Regions from separate parts of the Mus musculus genome. Here regions 1, 2, 3, 5, 6 and 7 are each linked to region 4. A link is a contact called in public HiCAR-type and promoter capture Hi-C data. All regions are on one chromosome and are shown on one strand. The core of a region is the stretch at or near the end of the contact, and the rest is flanking DNA. Distances in the headings are between cores, read along the strand shown.

Region 1 (3,011 bases), core at 253-2,752, 1.3 Mb before region 4:
TATCACAAAAGTCTTTTGTTGTTGCCCATAGGCTAGGGGCAGGCTTCATTCTGTAGAGCACTGGGGAATAGCTTCATCCCTGAGACCCACTGGGGCAACAGCTCTACAACCCATGTTCATTAGGGGGTTCATTATAAAAGGCAGGGCCCGATTCCTGCTACCTCTGTAAGAACCCCACTTGGACTTTCTGGGTTGCACATCTGTGGACTCCTTTTATATTACTCTTTATGACCTGGGAGAGTGAGGTCTCTTAGACACCTCCAACCAGGCCCAGAGTCAGGCCAGGGCCAGCAGAGAACATGCAAGGGCAGCAAGGAGAACCCGTAGCACAGAGTGGATGCACAGATAAGGAGGATGGGGCAGGGCAGTCACGTCAGCCAGGCCCAGGGGGCAGCGCTGGGCATATGTTCTGTGGGGCATTAGTCTGTGCCCCATCTAGATATCAGCTGCTGGCACTGAGCTCTAGGGCAGTATCCACACTTGTGTGTGGGTTATGTAGGGTGGACACCATTGGTGACACACTGTGGGGTGGGTACAAGCTGTAAGTGCCCGCGGTTGTTGCCCCTGGGACTGTCGAGCGACAATTGCTAGTGCTATCAAGGAACTGAATTACTGATTTCACTCACATCAATTTCAAATATAAAAATGTCAGGGCTGGGAGATGCTCAGTCTGGGAAATGCTTATCATGCAGACGGTTTGCTGGGCACCTAAAATCCAGCATCCAGGTAAAAGCTGGGTGGTGTGTAGCTATAATCCCAGCACTGGGGGTTGCTGTGGTGACAGGCAGGTTTCCTAAGCTCCCTGGTCAGCCAGCCCATCCATAAGGATGAGTTCCAGCGTCAGTGAGCAAGTGTATTAAAAGGTAAGGTGCAGAGCACTCACACACACACACACATACAAGCTTCATGCTTCACACATGTGCTTCGTGAACACATGCGTATGTACGTGGACATGTATGCAGATAGGTATCACACGCACACTTGTGATTCAGTCATTAGAAGTTGTGAAAGTGTGTTTGGGGCAACAAATTCACATTTAAAGTTTGTGCGTTGGCAACTGCGGAGCTTGTGCGATCTCAATCAAGTATTTCTGATGAAAGCGTCATGTTCAAATGGCAATACACTGCAAGTGTTAAATAAATACCAGATTGTGAATACTCTGTTCACAAAAGAAGAATGCTAACCATTGCTAACATTTTTATATTGATTATGTGTTGAAATGATAATATTTTGGATACATCGGATCAAATAAAATCACATTAAACTTACTGTCACTGGCTCCCGTCACTTTTGAGCTCTGTGGTTTGGGCAGTTTCCCCCTAAACTCTCTAGGCTTCAATTTCACCTTATCTGCAGTTACTGCAGAAAAACCCCTCTGGGCTCATCAAAGTGCTGATGGCTGAAGGAGGAGGTTTCCAGCCTCGCAGTGAGGCTGGCCTTGGAAGGGTCAGACCCCCCTCCCTCCCAGACAGGAAGCACCGCCCAGGAAGCCGTTTCCCAGGCCTCAGGATTAGCACTAGCCCGACACCCAGCCATTGCAGATGACTCTCCCTAACAAGCACAGCTTTGCACTTTCTGGAAACTCTCCCTCTGGCTGAGTGCTCCTGGCTCGTATACCTCCCAGTTCCCTGTACCTGGGTTTCCGGCTCAGGGGGGAGAGAACAGGCATGAGCCTCCCTATCTTCTCTGGGTGGTTCCAGTGTTTTCTTGGTAGCTGCCTGGGGTGAGGGTTATGGTCGACAGGAGCTTCAAGGAATGTCCAGGAAGCCAAGGAAACCGACCAGACTCAATAGCTCAGAAAGTTACAAAAGTCACAAGCACTCCTCCTCCAATTCCTACCCACTCTAGAAACCAGAGCAGTTGCTGGCAGGAGACTCTCTTCGCTGGAACTGCCTTCAAGTTGGGCAGGAGGTTTCAGGAATGCTGCTTTTCTGGGTCTGTCACTCATAGTCGGGTGGACTTTTCGGTGATACTGTGGTCTTTGAGTCACCATGCACCTGGATGCAATGCCCACCCATTCTCCTGTAAGTAAATCCAATAAACTCACTGAGTCACCTGAGTCACCAAGTCAATATTGGGAATTAGTTCTTTGGCCTGATTTTGGTTCCCTAAATAGACCCGTGTTATGCCTCCCTGGGAAAGGCCACACAACACCATTTTCTCCCTCCTGTAATTCAGGGCTAGGGAACACGAGTCCAGGCTGGGTTAGGGCTTGTTTTAGGGTTTTGAGTTCAAGCCCCAGGCTAAGGCTCTGCTGGGCACCACATTCTTGTCCCTTCCCTCCTGGAGGAGCCTGGAGGTGTGGAGTATGTGATGGCAAGAGGAAGAAAGCCTCCTGTCGGGCTTGCCAGGCACTCACTTACACAAGCTGCGTATGTTTGAAGTGACTTCTGTGTATGGGTGATTTGTTTTCCTGTATGCTGTGTGCCACATGTTAGCAGTGTCCACAAAGACCAGAAGAGGACATCGGACCTCCTCAGAACTGGAGTTTCAGACTGTTGCGAGCCACCATGTGGGTGCTGGGAATGGAGTCTGGGTCATCTCTCTCTCTAGTCCTGCAAGGTGTTTTCTTAAAATAGCTGTGCATGTGATTGGATATCTATAAAGGGAGGGGACCTTGCTGGTCTCTAGGGTCTGGAGAGTCCAGAAGATGTGGTACTTAACATCTAGCATAGCCATGGACACATGGCTAAAGGTGGCCTGCTGTTTCATAGACCTGCCTGTTGCTCTAGGCATGCCATTTGCCATATGGCCACTAGGTGTCATCATCACACCATGAGTGGGCCTCTTAGCCCGGTCTAAGAGACACATGTGCAGGACAGGGCCTAGGACAGGTGTGTGTTCTCTAGTCCAGGCTGTGTTCTGATGGCTGTGTGTCTGCCTTATTGGATTACAGTGCTGCTGCTGACTCTAATTGGGACTTTCAATAGTATGTCTTTTCCTGTGGAGAACCGCAAGTCTTACCCACTTTCTTGTGCTCTGAAATGCCCAGGCTCACCACCCCTGGGAAT
Region 2 (2,850 bases), core at 176-2,675, 1.4 Mb before region 4:
AGTGCACACTAGGATATATGAGCCAATATTGATAGTTGCAGATTATGTTAAAAAGGAAAACCAAAAATAACACAAAAATGGGTGAGACCAAATACCTCCACAGGACTGGATCCACCTGAATGTCTAGATTTGGGAACTTTGTTAACATCAGGATACCCCAAAGGACAATGGGGACATGGGAAAATGGCTCAGTGGGTGAAGTGCTTGCTGCAAACATGAGGACAAGTGTTTGGATCCCCAGCACTCCTAGAAGCCTGGTTAGCTGTGCTGCACCTGTAACCCCCGTGTTGAGAGGGGATCAAGCGATGCTGGAGGTCATTGGCGGGGCAGTCTCGCCCACACTGTAAGTTCCAAGGTTACGGAGATATCCTGCCTCAGAAAATGAGATGGCAAGTTATTGAAGAAGGTACATGATGTAGGTCTCTGGTCTGCACATGTGCTTCCACATACATGCACACACGAGGGAAGATGTACAAAAAGTTAAGAGAAATATAGAAAAATCACTCTCTGGATAGAAAAGCTCTAACACCTCACATATTTTGAAACGGGAGGGTACGCCACAATGTAGTTGTAGCTTTAATGACCCAAAGGTCATATTACTCCCATTACAAGGACCCTTGACATAATTTTTAAGGTGTTTTAAGGATTCTGTGTTGGCTAGTCCTATGTCAGCTTGATGCACAAACTAGAGTTATCTGAAATGCTGTACGGCATTTTAAAAAACTAGTTATTGATTGGGGAGGGCCATCCCTGGGCTGGTGGTTCTGGGTTCTATAAGAAAACTCTCTATGGCCTTTGCATCTGTTCCTGCCTCCAGGTTTCTACTGCCCTGTTTGAGTTCCTGCTGACTTTCTTAGATTATGAACAGCAGTATGGACGTGTAAGCCAACTAAACCCTTTCAAGCTCCTCACCTTGCTTTTTGGTCATGGTGTTTTGTCGCAGCCATAAGAACCCTAATCCAACGCAAAATAATAGTGCCCACTCCTAAATTGCTTCAGAGGGCTCTGTAGTTCTCTCAAAGAAGGCAGTCCTCAAAATGCACATCTGCACTGCCATTTTTTATTTGTCCGATGGTGCCAGCCTACCAAATGCAACAACTGACGTTCTTTTCAAGAATATTGGTCGGGGTCGGGTGGAGCGGTTAGAGAGAAAACACAGAACTCCTGAGACCTTTTTTGGAAGGGGCTCCCTTTAGCTTATACTGACTCCTGACGCACGACTATTAGCGTGATGTTGTAACACAGCGGCGGGGATGAAGGGACGGCGCTGGGAGAGATACGCATGGCAGATCGCTAAACTGAGAGCAGAAAGGCTCGAAGCCAAGGCATTGAAGAACTGATCAACTTCACCCCACACCAATTACACAGCCGCCCCATCGCCCGCGCAGGCGCACGACGACCAACACGGGGCGGGAGGCCACGCCGGAAGTTCTCTAAGCGCCCCGGATGCGACTGGGCGGCGGTGGTTGCCAGGCGACGGGAGCTTCTCCGATCCACCAGTGCTCGCAAATGGAGGTGTAGAACCCGTTATATATTAGCGTGCCTTGACCGCTGTGGGTCGTCTTCTCCGAGTTCCCACGATGTTCTTCTACCTGAGCAAGAAAGTGAGTTTCTCCTGGGGACCGCCGTCGCGCCGCCTCCATTCCTGTAGCCCGCCGGTGCCCGCATTCTCCCGGGACTGCAGGCGGCTGCCAGGCAGCTTCTCCATCTTCCTGTCACCTATCTCCTCTCACAGGTCTCTGTGCTCCGGTAGTCCTTGGCAGAGCCAGCAGCTCTTTCTCAGGATTCTTCCACATTCCAGTCATGCCAAGTTTCTTTTCAGTGATAAAAAGTGATCACCAAGCGCTGGTGGTCTTTCCTCTGCTACTTGTTGATCCAGAAGGTAGATTATGACAGTCTGCCCTAAGAGAGAAATATAAGTGTGGTGTGGGAAAGGAAGTAAGAGCAGCAGCGATACGAATTTATGTCTCAGTTCCCGCCTCAGTTCAGACACCCCCACCCCGTTCCCGCCCGCTTCCTTGGCAATCACCTTCCTTTATGTGCACTTCTTTACAGAATGCTAGGGCTCAGAACATTTAAGAAGACCACAGCCATTTTCATAATAGTTCATTTTGCTGCAGGGCGTTATTGTTTCTCTCTCCCTTTTTCATGCTCTTTTTTGAGACAGGATATTGCTGTGTAGCCCAGGCCAGCTTCCAACTTTCCACCCTTCTGCCTCAGTGCTGGGATTGGTAACATGGGCTACGACAAGTTCGGGCAGGTTTCTTCTTGGAAGATGTTTGCCTGTCTATATCTCCTGGATGGAGATCCTCCAACTCCTTCGTGAAAAGCTAGCATCACTGTGATTCGTGTTTACAGATTGCTGTTCCCAATAATGTGAAGCTGAAATGTATATCCTGGAACAAGGACCAAGGGTTCATAGCATGTGGCGGTGAGGATGGATTACTGAAAGTTTTAAGACTCGAGACACAGACAGGTAAGTGATCATCACCAGTACAGATGTGTGAAACTGGTAGAAAGCAGTGGCTAGTGGCTAGTGGCTAGTGAGACCTACTTATGGTATTTGTCATTATGAAGTTTTAATTTTTTTAAAGGGGTTTATTCTTATGGTATGGGTGTTTTGCCTGAACGTATTTTATGGTGTCACATGCATGTAGTGCCTGTGGGGGCCAGAAGAGGGCATGGGATCTTTTCCTTTGTAACTAGTTACAGATGGTTTGTAGGTGCCGAGAACTGACCACTGGTTCTCTTCAAGAACAACACGTGTTCTTAACCACAGACCCATCTCTCAAGCCCCTCCTGTCACTGTTTCTGAGGCAGAGTCTTCTGAGACAGGCCTGAGAAGTTGCC
Region 3 (2,804 bases), core at 146-2,645, 1.2 Mb before region 4:
CTCACTTGACACAAAGCCTGAGTACAAAGAGACTTCTGTGTCCCAGCCTATGCAGAGAAGACATAACACTGGTGCTCTGTCGGCCATTTGCCAACACCAGCCTCATCTCCATGTCTAGTAGGTGGACCAGGCAGAGCACGTTGGTGACACTCCTGCAGATAGAGCTCTGTGGTCATCTGATCAAGAGCATATGCAACATTCCACCTCCTGCCCCCTCTCTGGGAATTCATCTTTTATTCTATTTATCTCTTTTCAAGGCTGAGAGTCACCGGCTTTGGGTTAGAATGAAAATGTGAAATTTTACAAGAAGAATGCAACTATATTTTTTAACATTTCCAGAACTATTGCACTTGTTGAAAAGAAGCAGCTAAGAAGTTGCTATAATTCTGTTGCTGCAATGCATATCTTGTCCCCCCACCCTTTTTTTTTCAGACAGGTCTGTGTATAACCATCATCTGGTACCCATTTCACCATGAGAAACTGAGTGTGTAGTGGTCGGTAGTACCTTGTATTCTCAGGTCTTTATATCAGAGCTTCATCGAACCATATATGTGAGGTCTCCCTTGGCATATGGACCAGATTAGAAGAAAATATCTTGATGTCAAGCTATGACAAAAATGGAGTAACCCCTCAGGATCTGGGGAAGAGAATGGACATTTTTACAGGTTGATGAGATATGATTGCATGTTACATGACAGGTTCTGTTTTGAATAGGTGTAATAGTAGTATCTTTAGTTCATGTCTTTGTTTTGTAATGTGCTGCTTAGGTTTTAATTGTCAACTTGCCACAACTTAGAGTCTCTTGGGAAGAGAGACTTGGTGAAGAATTATCTAGATCATTTTGGGCAGTGGGCATGTCTGTAAAGGACTGTCTTGATGTTAATTAAGACAGGAAGGCCTAGCCCATTGTGAGTGGTGTCATTACCCAGGAAAGATGCCCTGAATAGTATAAGAAAGTAAAAGCACATGCACTAACAATTAGAAAAGAAAAAGAAAAAAAGAGGCCCTGAATTTGAAGGAGAACAGGGAGGGGTATCTGGGAGAGTTTGGAGGAAAAGAAAGTAAGAAATGTTATATTGTATTAATAATCTCAAAAATAAAATAAAAATACTAAAAATAATTCTAGAAACAAGTGAAGCTACATATTTGATTGAAAAGTCCTTTTGATCCATCTGCAAGATGGACAGTTTCCTGGAAAAAGAAAAGTCACCTTGCCCCATTGCTTAGGACTGCCTTCCCTCTCATACGCTGTACTTACTCTGATAATTGTCTGGTTGCTGGTTCCTTTTAGAATGTGGTCTCTCTGAAGGAAAGGACTGTCTTGGGTTAATCTAATTTCTGTTTTTGTCAGTCTCAAATCTGTCATCCAGTTGGAACTTTGCATAGGCAGGAAAGAATTTCTCCTTCCCTCGTGAGGCTGCATTCCATGCATGTTTGCTGCTTGCAAAGAGAGCGTGTGGAGACCTGATCATCTGTGAATATGTCCTTTTAGCTCAATCCACCACACTAAAGGTTCTGGAGCCAAAGAAAGATCCAGTGTGAGCCATGTGTTCTTGGAGCCACCTCCAGAGCTGTGGGTAGATCGGGTCTCTGGTGGAGAGAGACTCTCCAGAGCTGTGGGTAGATCGGGTCTCTGGTGGAGAGAGACTCTCCAGAGCTGTGGGTAGATCGGGTCTCTGGTGAGAGAGACTCTCCAGAGCTGTGGGTAGATCGGGTCTCTGGTGGAGAGAGACTCTCCAGAGCTGTGGGTAGATCGGGTCTCTGCTGGAGAGAGACTCTCCAGAGCTGTGGGTAGATCGGGTCTCTGTGGAGAGAGACTCTCCAGAGCTGTGGGTAGATCGGGTCTCTGCTGGAGAGAGACTCTCTGGAGGAGCTTCAGGGCCAGCCTGTAGCTGGGGGGGGGGGGGTGTTCCAGTGTCAGGAACTGTGGGGTCCTCTGCAGCAATTGACCAAGTTTTTTTCTCAGCGTATGTTTCTCTTAGCCAATGCCTCAGCACACTGGGGAACAGCACAGGGGGGAGGAGTAATGGGCGTGGATGAGGGCTGGACATTTTTCCCTGTTCAGGACCCCTCACATGCATTCTTTGCACGGAAGCTCTCTCTTATGCAGCTGCATTTGCCTCAGATATGCACTGAGGTATGGGGCTCTTCTGAGATATCTCAGTTCATTTTGCCTCTTCTCTTTCTGATTATAGACTCATGTTACAGTCTGACGTCTGTTCCTATGGCCCCCGTTACCTTTCATAGTGAGTACCCCCATAATTCTTCCCTATTTTTAATTTGTATTGACATCACTATCCAGAACCCCGATGGATCCTAGGTAAGTTTCCTTCCCAGTCTCTGCCTCATAATCCTCATCTATAAGTTGGTTATAACAATAAAAGGGATTTTATACTTTCAGAGTGAGAATTCAATAAAACAGTATGTGTTACATTTTTGTTATAGTTCTTGGTACATAATAAATACTCAAAAATGTCAACAATACCCATCTACAATACCTGGTATTACTAACACAAATAGACATTTCCCAGAGCACGGCATCTCTGAGCACCCAGTATCCAGGTGGAGATTTGGAACACAACACATGGTCAGTTAAAGGTCAATGAAAAATGGAAGTCCATGACGTCACATGGGGTATCTCAGGGGAATTAACAAAGGTCAGTTCTCTATGGGTGAGCCTACAGGTGGAGTCTGAACTTACTCAGAGAAAGCCTTCCTTAAGCTAGTTCAGGAGGAAGATATATAACCAAGAAGCCAGCAGAAGGGCTCTTGCTGGTCACACCAATCGACAAGTAGGTTTCTAG
Region 4 (2,758 bases), core at 119-2,618:
ACACATCTCCCAGTTACCGGGGATAATTTATGCCTATTGCCCTGGAGTACTACTTATAGAACGTTCTTTCACACTTAAAATATGTTTGTCTGGATGAAAAATGATGTGGTTATCCTAGATTTATTCCAGGCATGCAAGGGATGGTTGTGTATCAGGAAATATCTTCACATAAATGTAGAGAGTTTGGCATCGTACTGTCAGCCCAGAATCACTGCATGCCAGTCAGCAACCTGTGGATTTTAAAGTCTTATAAGACCCTGGTTGGTTGGTTGGTTGGTTGGTTGGTTGGTTGGTTGGTTGGTTGGCTGGTTGGTTTGGTTTGGTTTGGTTTTCAGTAATCACTTCTCTTTTGCTCACCCTTGCACAGCTGAGACTTACGTTCTCTTTTCCAGGGTCCTCTTAAAAGCTTTCTGGAAGATTTAGGGAAACTGCAGAAAAAATTCTATGCCAAAGACGAACGATTGCTTTGCCCCATCAGGACCTACCTGGTTACAGCTCGTAGTGCAGCGAGTTCAGGTGCCCGTGTGCTGAAGACCCTTCGCCGATGGGGTCTAGAGATAGATGAAGCTCTTTTCCTGGCTGGAGCCCCTAAAGGTCCCATCTTAGTGAAGATTCGGCCCCACATCTTCTTCGACGACCAAATGTTCCACATTGAATCAGCACAGAAATTTGGTACCATCACGGCCCATGTGCCTTATGGCATTGCTCAAAAACGCAACTAGGGATGGGGAGGAAAAATAAACAGTCTGGTATTACAAACGGCATGTGTTTTGCATGGCTAGAGTGACTAGTTATTTCTGAGAATTTGACCACAAAACTTAGCTCCTTTGGTGTTTTTCTTTGCTTTTTGGAAAAAATTTTGAACTTTCAAGCTACAGTCAAGCATTCTACTTTTTTAAAGCTAAGGATGTTGGATATCATTGCATCTATCTATAAGTTGTAATGGGTGGCTCTTTAGACAAGTTTAGAACTTTGACACTTAAGTTGTTTCACAAGAAGCTTAATTAATTTTCAAAAAGCATTGCTCACTTTTAGTGTTAGTCAAATGAATGAATCTCTATATGCAGCATCACCTAGAAAAGGTATATTCAGGGTGGAATGAGTCTGATCAATAATACTGCTGATAACTGGGGCTGTGTCTTTTGTTATCCTTGTGTGGCAAGAATTTTACCAAGAAATGTCATTTTGTCTATAGGCATATAACCAATTCTAACACTGTCCACTTCTAAATAAATCCGCTGGGGCTTTCATGTGTACTTCCTGAACGCTAAGTCAAGTCAGCCTTAGGAGCAAAACTACAAGTCCCAGAAAGCCCCGCGCGCAGTAGCCCAGGACAGCAGGCGGCGCCCCAGAGTCCTTCGCGTGTAGGTGGCCCCATAGCACTCCGGAACCTGTGCGCTAGGCCCAGTGCACCGGGCCCGGAAGGTTATGGCAGTGGCTAGTGTGGCCGCAGCGCTCCTGGCCGCACTGGGCGGGGCGCTGTGGCTGGCGGCCCGGCGGTTCTCTGGGCCAAGAAACCAGCGGCAGCAGGGAGGCGGGGACCCGGGCCTCATGCACGGGAAGACAGTGCTGATCACCGGAGCAAACAGCGGCCTGGGCCGTGCCACCGCGGCGGAGCTGCTCCGCCTGGGGGCGCGGGTCATCATGGGATGTCGGGACCGCGCTCGAGCAGAGGAGGCGGCCGGTCAGCTCAGGCAGGAGCTCTGTCAGGCTGGGGGCGCCGGGCCCGACGGCACCGATGGCCAGCTGGTCGTTAAGGAGCTGGACCTTGCCTCGCTGCGCTCAGTGCGAGCTTTCTGCCAAGAACTGCTACAGGTGTGGGTCGAATGGAGCTCGCCACCCTCGGGGAGGGCCCTCTGAAACCTGGTGTGACCTTGAGGGTGGCCATGACCAAACCGGAAAGGCTCCTGCCTGCCTTGGACCCGGCTAGGAGGAGGGGCAGGTCTGAGAAGGAATTCCTGGGAGGTCCTAAGGAGAAGTGCATAAATAAGCCAGTGTCTGGACATTTGGTTTTGTTAGGCTAGGACAGTCACCAGCTGATCTTTGAGTTGTTTTCCCCCTGTCAGAAGTGAAATGTGTGCCAAATCTTACAGTGTCACAAGGCCTGTGAGCACCACAGGAGAAAAGCTAGCCAAAAACTTTCATTAGACCCTTCTTAAAACTTTTCTTTCTGTTTTTTTCCCCTCGTTACCTGGTTTTGTTTGTTTGTTTGTTTTTTCTTTTTTTGTTTTGTTTTGTCCTGCTGAAGTAGGAGGGGGTGTCACTTGCTGACACCCTGCATCATCCCTAAACTTGGAATCCCATTAAGTGTCTGAAAAGGGACAGGAATAAAAATAATTTAATGCTTAGCTTTATGGAAGGTTTTATACATGCCAGGGGATGTGCTAAGGACATTTTTAATATCTTTGGCTATTATCAGATCTTGTAAAGCAAGCAATAATATCTCTACTTCATGATAGGGAACTGAGGCATAGGAAGGCTAAGTGACGTGTCTGTCTTCAGAGTCCTTGCTTTAATCTCCTGTTGTGCATTCCTAGTACTTGAAGGCTGAGGTGTGTGATTTCCTTGGGTGTACAGTAAATATTCTACCGAAGTAGAAAGGCTGTGGCCAAAGTGACTTGCCACAGGTAGATCTAAAGGCAGACACAGGAGGGTGCTTGTCTCTTCTGAAATCTCTTGAATCTAAGGCAGACATTCTAAATGGCCTGTTTTTCTTTTCCGTGATGTACTTAGACCAAAAGAAATATCTGTAAGTTCA
Region 5 (2,808 bases), core at 237-2,736, 1.2 Mb before region 4:
CTCAGCCTCTTGCCCTTCACGGGAAACATGGGGGAGTTGTTATGGGTGGAACAGAAACAAACACACCCACCAAGAGATGACTTGTGAGCTTTCCACGTGATCATGTCTGGGTCAAATAGACCTGGAACATAGGGGATAGATGTACAGGTAAGCAGTGGTATATGGCACACAGTAGATGCTTAATGGATTCCTCTATCTTGAAGAAATCAAACGCCAGCACAGGCCTTTTCCCTCGTGGGTTATGTCTGAGCCCTGAGCTGTGCTGTGACCCTATGTAGTAGCATCACAGTTGGCAGAAGTCTACAAAAGGCAAAATTCACTTCCTCAGCCCTCTCGCATCTCTGTGATGCCAAAGAATATTGCCAACTATAATTATTTGGATCTAAAATGTGTCCCCAAAGCCTACTCAGAAAGGATTAGTCTCCAGAAATTTAAAAGGTAAGGTCTCGTGAAAGATTTTATATCACGAGAGGTATTCCCCTTGAAGTGAATATTGGGACACTGACCCAGTTCTCTCTTACACATCTCTGCTTAGAAGTGTATGATTTTGCCACCTATACTATCACCATGACACACTGCCTTGCCACAGGTCCCAAGCAACAAGACCAACTGGGCATGGATCAAAGCCTACAGGACAGTGAACCTTTCATCTTTTAAAGTTGATTATATTAGGCCCTTTGTTAGAGTAATGCAATGTTCATGGAGACATTTCCTCTTGGCTTGTATGCTCCCAGAAACCGAGTCCTTACCTGAGTTGTTCTGAACTCTATAGACAGTGCCTGGGGCAGGACAATGTCTTTGGTGGGAGCTCTCATGCTTGTGGATAATAGGCATGGGACTTTGCATAATGGAGATCACAGTGGTTGATTCATGCTGTCTGGGGCACTATAAGCTTCCCTTTCAGAGTTCCATCTGAGTTGGGAATACCCCAGCACAGTCCAGTTGAGAGAGTGATGGATGGGATGGGGTTAGGGGTGGGGATGGGGATGGGGGTAGGGGTGGAGATGGGGATGGGGGTGGGGGTGGGACGGGAGTGGGGGTAGGGATGGGGATGGGGAGGCAGGGTTATATATAGAGGAGGGAGGCAACCATTACTTCCTCTAGGCAGATGGACCCTCGGGTCAGCCTGAAGACCTCTGGCTTCTGCACACAGCAGAGTAAGTGGCCTGGAGGGTCTCATCCACGTGGCTAACAAGGAGCTTCCTAACTTTTAAAGTCCTCTTGACCCCTGGCCAGCTGTGGTCTATTCCCCAGTTCCCTGAGTTTGTTCTGAGCTTACTTAGAATATGCCCCCCCCTTCAGCTCTCTGAATGTTTGAAAGGAAGAGTGAAGTAAGTTGATCTTCTCTGCTGCTCAGGGTACAGGCAAGTTTAGCAGCCCAACCTTAATTATGCAGGCTGGGGGGCTCCCTGAACTTCCATGTGACCACTGCATAGCTGACACACAGTGGGACAAAGGCTGCTGGGAGTCCCAGGAGGGAAGAGCTCAGGTCCTGGGCATGGAATCTGACGGACGATTGTTATTGCAACGGGTCTGTAGCTGAATGACATCATCCTATCGAGAGCAGGGATTTTTTTTGTCAGTCTTTTAACACAAGTTTATGTTTTTCAGACCTTAAATCTGCAGGTCATTTTTTACATTTGCTATTGAGAGCAGATGTGGCTGATCCCTATCGGGTTCTACTGAAAAAATGACGGGGTCGCAGAGGGTCAAATACAGAGAGCCTTTCAATCTCCGTTATTATTTCCTCTACTCAGTGGCCTCAGCAGGAAGCTTATGCTTGGTAATGGTGGCCTTCATAATATCCTCATGCTTGCGAGTCCCAGGCCCTGGCCATGGGTGATTTTTACACTAGAAACCTCTTCTAGGCTCAGCTGCCTGATATGACAAGGAAGCCCTGGCTGAGAAGCAGGAAACCCAAGTTTTCAAACCTCAGCTCCCTGACGCATGTGATGGTCTTTGGATGGAATGGTCTGTGCTCTTGACTTTGGATGTCCTTGCGGATGGTGTGTGGAAAATCAGAGAGATGCCTTCATTAACAAGGATGCTCACTTTTTAACTGCCTTGGCATCTAGTAGGTTGTGCTGGTAGGACGGGTGGATTTGGGATCTTCCATAGGAGAACTGTGAAGAGTTTCCTCTATTCACATCTGTCACTGTCACACTGTCACCTATGATGACTTTTAAGGGAGGCTTTATATTCATGGGCCACTTGAATAGGAAAATTTCCAGCTTAGACTTGTATACATTTTTGGTATGCATGCATGCATCCAACTATCTGACATTTGTGGAGCAGTGGGGCATCTTCTCTTAACTTCTTATCATTACAGATATTAAGATGGACAAGTCAACCCTCTTCTAGAATTCATAGAAGATTTATTGAAGAGCGCAAGCTTGTATGATATAGGCAAAAGATGAGATGGGGATGGGGCACTTCAGCAGGCAGACAGAGAGTGGGGAGGTGAGGTTGAGAGGTGCCATGTGAAAGAAGGAACCCACAGGTCTTGCCACTATGAGGATTTCATGTGTGATAACACAACCTTGGCTCCCTCGGCCTTTTGCTGCCTCACTCCCAGTTGTATTGACAGAGCAAAGGTAGATGTATTCAGTTGGAGAGGGAAAGGGTTGAGGTATACATAGGTATGTGCATGGCATATGAGAACCTTCAGAAGCACTTAAAAATGTGAGCTTTGGGAGGAGAGATGGGAACTCTCATTAATGGAGACTATTAGTTGGTCCATTTACTTTTTAAAAATATAAGTATTCATCTACATAAATTCTTCTTATGACTTGTCCATGTTTTCCCAAA
Region 6 (2,825 bases), core at 72-2,571, 1.3 Mb before region 4:
CTAAGCAAAGCCACAAGTATTTTGGCAGAGTGGTTTTACAAGCTGGGAATATCCTGAAGACGCTTCAGACTGTTCATTCAGACAGAAGAAAATCACTAAACATAATAGAAATAAGCCCCTATTTCAAATTGGAGCAGTCCTTCACATCTGTAGCTTTTAAGACATTTTGGCCCCATTTGTTAGATGAGCTGACTGAGGCTGGGTGGCAGAAGGGTCTGGGTAGAGGAACATGGGCAAATGCGGGTTCATGCTTTGTCCTTTCTTGGGCATAGTGATAAATAGTCTTGGTCTCACTGGTGTCAATAAATGTTACAGGACCTGATTCTGTTGTGGAGAAGCTTAAGGAGATAAAAGAATGTAAAGTGGAGAAGAAAGAGGAGAGGGAGGATGGGGAGAAGGAGGAGGGAGAGAAAGAAGGAAGGGGTGCAGGGAAGCCAGAGAAGAGGCCTCTGAAGATGCTCTGAGGTCTGCACAGTACTGCATAGCCTGAAGCTCAGGCCTTCAGTTCATGGGGAATCAACTGTTTCCTCATGTCTCCAATTACCCAGAAAAATCTAGTGTATCAGATACTCAGTATCTCGTGAATGTTAGGTATGTCAAGGAGGGGTCATGTTTGGCTGTGTGCTAGAAAGAAAGGAAGAAAAGGAAGAAGGAAGGGAGGGACCCAAGGGAGAAAGGGAAGGAAAAGAGCTTGAAGGAAGGGAAGGGAGGGGAGGAAAGAAGGAGGAGAGAGAGAAACAACTGACCTAAGAAACAACAGTTGTTAAGTAAGAAGTCAAGAGCAGGGCGGGCCTCCACCCCTTCGCTGAGATCCTAGCATGGTTTCTATTCTTGGGCGATCTTGTCAGGAGTTTGCAGTTCCTGCTAGGGCCTGTCCACACTGCAGACATAAGAGAAGCCATAACAGAGGAGGAGGAGGAGGAGGAGGAGGAGGAGGAGGAGGAGGAGGAGGAGGAGGAGTTGTTCTGTGTGAGGAAAGCACACTTTGTTCACAGATCACAGAGCATCTCAGGGGCCAGGGCACTTCCCCACTGGTGGCTGAGAGGAGGTTTTCACTGCAGATCTTCCTATACAGACCAGCCAGAACTTGTAATTCAGTCTTGGCAACTTCTAGTACATTTAAGGTTCTTCCTCAGAGTGTCCAACTTTTAGATCTTGTGTGAACCCTAATCATACTTCACTTGTGGCCTTAACATCAATCACATCATGTTGTGTTTGTGATGAGTACAACCTCTATTCCTTGCGTCCACTCTGGGCTCTTCACCTTACCTGGGCGATCTCCCTGCTTTTCCGGCATCACTCAGCTGTGACCTTTGGTCACTCGCTCATCCAGCTTTGAAGCTGGGTCTCACCAGGCTTGGGGGGGGGGGGAGGTGTCTGCCTGTTGTGCAAGTCCTGCCCCCCCCCCCCCCCCCCCATGCATGCGCTTCTGGGTTCCCTGGAGCACTGGCTCTGGGCTGTCAGGAAAGGGACTAGGCAGCCCCTGCAGTTTGTGCACAGAATGCAGAGAATCCAGACATTCTTGCTTGATGGAGCAAACCAGCCACCCAGGGGATAAAGTGCAGATCACAACAGGAGACCATGGAAAACCAGATGTGCCCCAGGGGGTTGGAAAGATGGTTCCTCCTCCTGGGAGAGCAAGGATGAGGGAGAAGACATTAATTTAAAACTGAAGACCAGTATGGTTTTGCTTATTGAAAACGATGAAGACAGCTTTGTCCTTGGACGGCACTCACGGCTCAGGGAGTGCCAGCTCATCTCTACCAAGAGAGGAGAATGTTCTAGAATGCCACTTTCCTGTTCTCTGCTGGATGAGCTCTTATTCCTGCCACAAGGCCCACTTTTCTATGTTGTACTCTTGAAGCAGGAGGAATAAATCTTTTTGTTTGTTTGTTTCCTGGAGCACTTTGGGACATGGTATTAAATTATGTTATTTTTGTTTTATAGTGGACTTAGTCTCGACAGAGCCCTCAGGTCCAGTGTGCTTACTTCTTCCTCTCTCTCTCTCTTTCTCTCTCTCCTTCCTTCTCTCCTTTCCTCTACTTTCCTACCTCCCTTCCTCCTTCCTCCCTTCCACCTTTTCCCCCTCCCTCTCTCTTTCTCTGCTGGCATTTTTATATGTATGGACTCTTGTTATATAGTCCTTACTGGCCTAGAAGTTGCTCTGTAGAGCCAAACTGGCTTTGCAGTGATGTTTCTTGAATGATGCTTCTTGATTATAGGCGTGTGCCGCCACACCTGACTCTGAGCTATGGCATTTCCTCCCCGAGTCCCTGAGGATTAATGAGGGCCTGGAACAAGGAGATGACAGTTATGGTTAGCTTTGCTTCCACCTCCACTCTCCAGGCTCTTTCTAGCTGCTATCTGCCCTGACCATTTCCAATCCCCTGTCAAGGGCCACAGGAGTTCCTATATCACTACCAGAGGTCCGAGTGGCCAACAGCCTTGGTCCCCAGCAGAGCCATCAGTAGATGTCCTTGGGGAGAGGGCATGTACCCAGCGGGAGGCCAAATGGTCTCACAAGCTCAGCAATGCTTTACCCAGTCTGGTAACCTACCAGGCACAGCTCCCGGTTGTCCTCCGTGTGACCCCTGTGCGGCATTTAGTGTGTCCTATAGAATAATATTGAGAGAACGAACAAATCAGTGGCAGAACCTTCTGAGATTTGCCTAATTGCGACTCAAATTGTTCCCATATTGGAAATTACATGGCTTAGATGCCTTTTGGGGAACTGAATATTAGGAGCCCAGGAAGGTCAGCCAGCAATGAGCTGTTGGAGTTTTCCCTCCATGAACTCTTACCGAGACATTTTTCCTGCCATGAGA
Region 7 (2,816 bases), core at 287-2,786, 1.4 Mb before region 4:
GTGTTCATGTTACTGTGGGATCGGATTCCACAACTTCTCATTTTGCAGAATTGAAAGCTTACAGCCACCAATCAACTCCAACTGCCTTCCTTCCCAGTTTCCCAGGAGCCAGCTTTCCACTGTTTCAATGCAAACTGACTACTTTAGATACTCCTTACAAACGGTATCATTCTAAACATGTCTCCTGTGGCTGGCTTATTTCACCTTGCAACATGCCCTCGAACTTTATCTCGAAGGCTGCTTAGTATTCATACATGCAGTGTGATGGTTAGTTTTGTCAACTTGGCATAAGCTGGAGTCATCGGAGGAGAGAATATTGACTGAGAAAACGCCTCTGTAAGATCGAGCTGTAGGCAAGCTTGTAGGACACTTTCTTAATTAGTGAGCGATGTGAGAGGGACCAACCCATTGTGAGTGGAGCAACTCCTGAACTGGTGGTCCTGGGTTCTATAAGAGAGCAGCCTAAGCAAGCCAACAAGCAGCACTCCTCTGTGGTTTCTGCATCAGCGCGTGTCTTCAGGTTCCTGCCTTGAGTTTCTGTCCTGACTTTCTTTAATGCTGAACAGCAATGTGGAAATGCAAGCCAAATAAACCCTTTCCTCTCAACACTACTTTGGTCATGGTGTTTCATCGCAGCCATAGTAACCCTAAGACATGCAGATACTATCTTCTGTGTATCCACTCACCCAGAGGACACCAGGTTACCTCTACCTCTTAGCTGTTGTATAATTTGTAGGAGACATGACTGTCAGGTTACCACGCGCTGGATGGTAGAAAGGCAACAGTCGTGGCAGAAAAGACTGGATCGGCTCTGTTGAGACTCATTCATGCTCATTGCAGTGGTTGAAAATCCAGCTCAGCTCTCCTCCCCTGTTAGAAGCCCTTCCTACGCACACAGGCCACTTTTATAACCCATCACGTTCCCCTAACAGTATACTATCTGTGCATCTTCTCTCACACAGTGAGTTGAAGGTCTCCCGAGCAGTTTCCAGCCCTGTGCTGGTTATTCTTCCGGAGAGGAAGTGGGTGTTCTTCCAGCAAACCGGAGGCTCTTTGGGGAAGTATATGTTTGATTTACTATTCCTGGTAGTATAAGTTTAAATGTTTATGAATATTTAAAACGGGGCTAAAAGCATCCCATTCACGATGCTAGAATTTGTGAGGCCTATCCTTAAAAAAAAAAAAAAATCACAGCAAGTTTTCTTGGCCGGTGAAAGGTGCGTTGTGTGAGGCTCTTGTTCTGCAGTGGGTACAGAACTTGAAGTTTGTCAAACAGAATCTGGGGGCACAGATCTGGCCGGGATAGAGCAGGAGTCCCCCAATCCTAGCCTGGTTTTACAAGGAGGCAATCGGCCAGGAGGCACCCAGCCGAGCCCACCGGACTAGGCGGGCAGTGACCACTGTGCCGCTGGCCGCCTAGTCCCAGACATTCCGCTCCTGCCACTGGAATGCACAGACAGGGCTTCTTGTTGGCCTTTGGCGGTTCCCGGGCTCTCGTGGCAAGGCCTTCTAGTGGGCGGGGCGGGGCGGAGCCTCAGAAGCGGGACCTTTAAATTGGTTGCCAATGTGAGGCCCTATGGCTGAGACCTCTGACCCTGTGTACCCCAGTTACCTCGCGGCTCACAGACCCCGGCAGGTCGTCAAGCCCATCATGTTGCTCTCAGCCCCCTTACGCCACCTCCCGGGGCTTCTGCTGCTGCTCTGGCCGCTGTTGCTCCTGCCTTCCCTGGCTGCTCCTGGACGTTTGGCCCGCGCGAGCGTCCGCCGGCTGGGGACACGAGTCCCCGGAGGCAGCCCTGGGCATCTCTCTGCTCTGGCTACTTCCACCCGCGCGCCATATTCCGGGGGCCGCGGCGCAGGTACAGTGGGGTGGGTGGGTGGTAAACTTATTCTCCAGAGAGGGTGCCACAGCCATAGCTGGGAGGAGGGAAGAGGGGCCGGGACCCAGGAACGTAGCATGCTACATCTACGTGCCTTTATCCCAGCCTCAGGCAGGCAGGGTGCTGCATCCTTTCCCCCTGCAGTCCTGCTCAGAAACTGAGGGTCTGACAACGCAGGGGAGCGGGTAGGGCTAGAATGTAAGGTCATGCGCATATAGCATCTGGTATCCTGAATTTCCTTGTGATTTGGGAAGGGGGCAACGTGCACCTGTAGGAGCGCCAGCCAGGGAATGGGGGCTCCCAGCTCTATCTGGCCTTGGTCTTTTGGCTAGGGAGAGCAAACTTTTCCTGACACTCTGTTTGCTGTTACCTGGAAATCTTCGTCTATTTTGCATTCACTGTGTGCCTTTTTTCCTAAGAAGAAAGGATTTAGAGGAGACTCAGAATATGGAAAAAGGCACGACTTAGCGGAGGTGTAGGAAGTGAGAGTAGGATGGCAAACCAAGCTGCCATTTAGGTGTCCAGGGAGGATCTTGTTCTAGAACCCTACTCTGTTCTGCCCCAGCCCTGGGATTCTGCTCATACCGACTGGGCCCCACACTCCAAACTATACTCTGTCAGTCCCCAAAGAACCAGACAGGTCTGGTCTTTGACGAACAACTCCACTCCCCCCTACCCCCAGCCACTAACATTGCTCTGAGCAGAACAAATCTACAGAGCCCAGAGAAGCTGATAAACACCTGTCATGACCCCTCACAAGACATACAGGGACCTCAAGGATTAACATAGTGAAAAAAAAAAAAGCCAAAACCAAAATCAACATCAGATCCCCTGAGTGAAAATCAAAACCCCAAAAGTCAAGCAGGGGCTCCGTCCACTGTACAGCTTGCCAAAGTTTCTGCACCACTTACAGAAGATTGCCTCTTTCTTACCCAA

The links. Promoter capture Hi-C pulls out the DNA fragments that hold promoters and counts their contacts. HiCAR-type assays count read pairs that join an accessible place to other places.
Region 1: a contact with region 4 is called in a promoter capture Hi-C map of the C10 cell line, with 25 times the contacts expected there. The contact joins the enhancer-like site here to the promoter of Rdh14 in region 4. A contact is called at or near these places in 18 of 39 promoter capture datasets (3T3-L1-derived adipocytes, the C10 cell line, the HPC-7 cell line and 11 more), 1 of 15 datasets of contacts at CTCF or cohesin (pro-B cells), 2 of 484 Hi-C or Micro-C datasets (bone marrow-derived macrophages and centroblasts), 9 of 115 datasets of contacts at active chromatin or transcription factors (the NIH/3T3 cell line, embryonic forebrain, embryonic midbrain and 5 more) and 1 of 9 other capture datasets (embryonic stem cells).
Region 2: a contact with region 4 is called in a HiCAR-type map of astrocytes, with 7 times the contacts expected there. The contact joins the promoter of Wdr35 here to the promoter of Rdh14 in region 4. A contact is called at or near these places in 4 of 39 promoter capture datasets (cranial neural crest, hippocampal neurons, liver and 1 more), 1 of 484 Hi-C or Micro-C datasets (CD4 T cells), 4 of 115 datasets of contacts at active chromatin or transcription factors (astrocytes, extraembryonic endoderm stem cells, pancreatic cancer cells and 1 more) and 2 of 9 other capture datasets (adipose tissue and liver).
Region 3: a contact with region 4 is called in a promoter capture Hi-C map of frontonasal cranial neural crest. The contact joins the enhancer-like site here to the promoter of Rdh14 in region 4. A contact is called at or near these places in 8 of 39 promoter capture datasets (the C10 cell line, the SN4741 cell line, cranial neural crest and 4 more) and 4 of 115 datasets of contacts at active chromatin or transcription factors (astrocytes, cardiomyocytes, large pre-B cells and 1 more).
Region 5: a contact with region 4 is called in a promoter capture Hi-C map of the C10 cell line, with 11 times the contacts expected there. The contact joins the enhancer-like site here to the promoter of Rdh14 in region 4. A contact is called at or near these places in 11 of 39 promoter capture datasets (the 3T3-L1 cell line, the C10 cell line, cranial neural crest and 6 more), 1 of 15 datasets of contacts at CTCF or cohesin (pro-B cells) and 6 of 115 datasets of contacts at active chromatin or transcription factors (the NIH/3T3 cell line, astrocytes, cardiomyocytes and 3 more).
Region 6: a promoter capture Hi-C map of second pharyngeal arch cranial neural crest shows a contact between it and region 4. The contact joins the enhancer-like site here to the promoter of Rdh14 in region 4. A contact is called at or near these places in 11 of 39 promoter capture datasets (the 3T3-L1 cell line, the C10 cell line, cranial neural crest and 6 more), 2 of 484 Hi-C or Micro-C datasets (muscle stem cells and pre-B cells), 10 of 115 datasets of contacts at active chromatin or transcription factors (the NIH/3T3 cell line, VIP interneurons, astrocytes and 5 more) and 1 of 9 other capture datasets (adipose tissue).
Region 7: a promoter capture Hi-C map of pre-B cells shows a contact between it and region 4, with 5 times the contacts expected there. The contact joins the promoter of Matn3 here to the promoter of Rdh14 in region 4. A contact is called at or near these places in 3 of 39 promoter capture datasets (liver, pre-B cells and stem cell-derived epiblast-like cells) and 3 of 115 datasets of contacts at active chromatin or transcription factors (acute myeloid leukemia, extraembryonic endoderm stem cells and stem cell-derived neural progenitor cells).

The regions. Positions count from the first base shown.
Region 1 is chr12:9,049,494-9,052,504 of GRCm38.p6, forward strand. No RefSeq gene overlaps it. Among named protein-coding and RNA genes, the nearest start is that of Ttc32, 21 kb to the left of the region's middle. Within about 2 kb of position 1,503, at least 8 of the 459 cell types and tissues checked have an H3K27ac peak or open chromatin away from gene starts, as enhancers often do.
Region 2 is chr12:8,972,576-8,975,425 of GRCm38.p6, forward strand. Wdr35 (WD repeat domain 35) reads left to right here and starts at 1,426. Exons shown (of 27, transcript NM_001159527.1): 1 at 1,426-1,604; 2 at 2,359-2,476. The coding sequence starts at 1,581.
Region 3 is chr12:9,228,721-9,231,524 of GRCm38.p6, forward strand. No RefSeq gene overlaps it. Among named protein-coding and RNA genes, the nearest start is that of Gm46323, 140 kb to the right of the region's middle. Within about 2 kb of position 1,396, at least 24 of the 459 cell types and tissues checked have an H3K27ac peak or open chromatin away from gene starts, as enhancers often do.
Region 4 is chr12:10,389,412-10,392,169 of GRCm38.p6, forward strand. It overlaps Rdh14 (retinol dehydrogenase 14 (all-trans and 9-cis)), which reads left to right and starts at 1,369. Exons shown (of 2, transcript NM_023697.2): 1 at 1,369-1,815. The coding sequence starts at 1,429. Nt5c1b (5'-nucleotidase, cytosolic IB) reads left to right here. Exons shown (of 9, transcript NM_027588.3): 9 at 393-763. The coding sequence ends at 722.
Region 5 is chr12:9,177,400-9,180,207 of GRCm38.p6, forward strand. No RefSeq gene overlaps it. Among named protein-coding and RNA genes, the nearest start is that of Ttc32, 150 kb to the left of the region's middle. Within about 2 kb of position 1,487, at least 11 of the 459 cell types and tissues checked have an H3K27ac peak or open chromatin away from gene starts, as enhancers often do.
Region 6 is chr12:9,125,755-9,128,579 of GRCm38.p6, forward strand. No RefSeq gene overlaps it. Among named protein-coding and RNA genes, the nearest start is that of Ttc32, 97 kb to the left of the region's middle. Within about 2 kb of position 1,322, at least 16 of the 459 cell types and tissues checked have an H3K27ac peak or open chromatin away from gene starts, as enhancers often do. A contact at or near this core is called in adipose tissue and second pharyngeal arch cranial neural crest, where this site is marked.
Region 7 is chr12:8,946,393-8,949,208 of GRCm38.p6, forward strand. It overlaps Matn3 (matrilin 3), which reads left to right and starts at 1,537. Exons shown (of 8, transcript NM_010770.4): 1 at 1,537-1,859. The coding sequence starts at 1,652.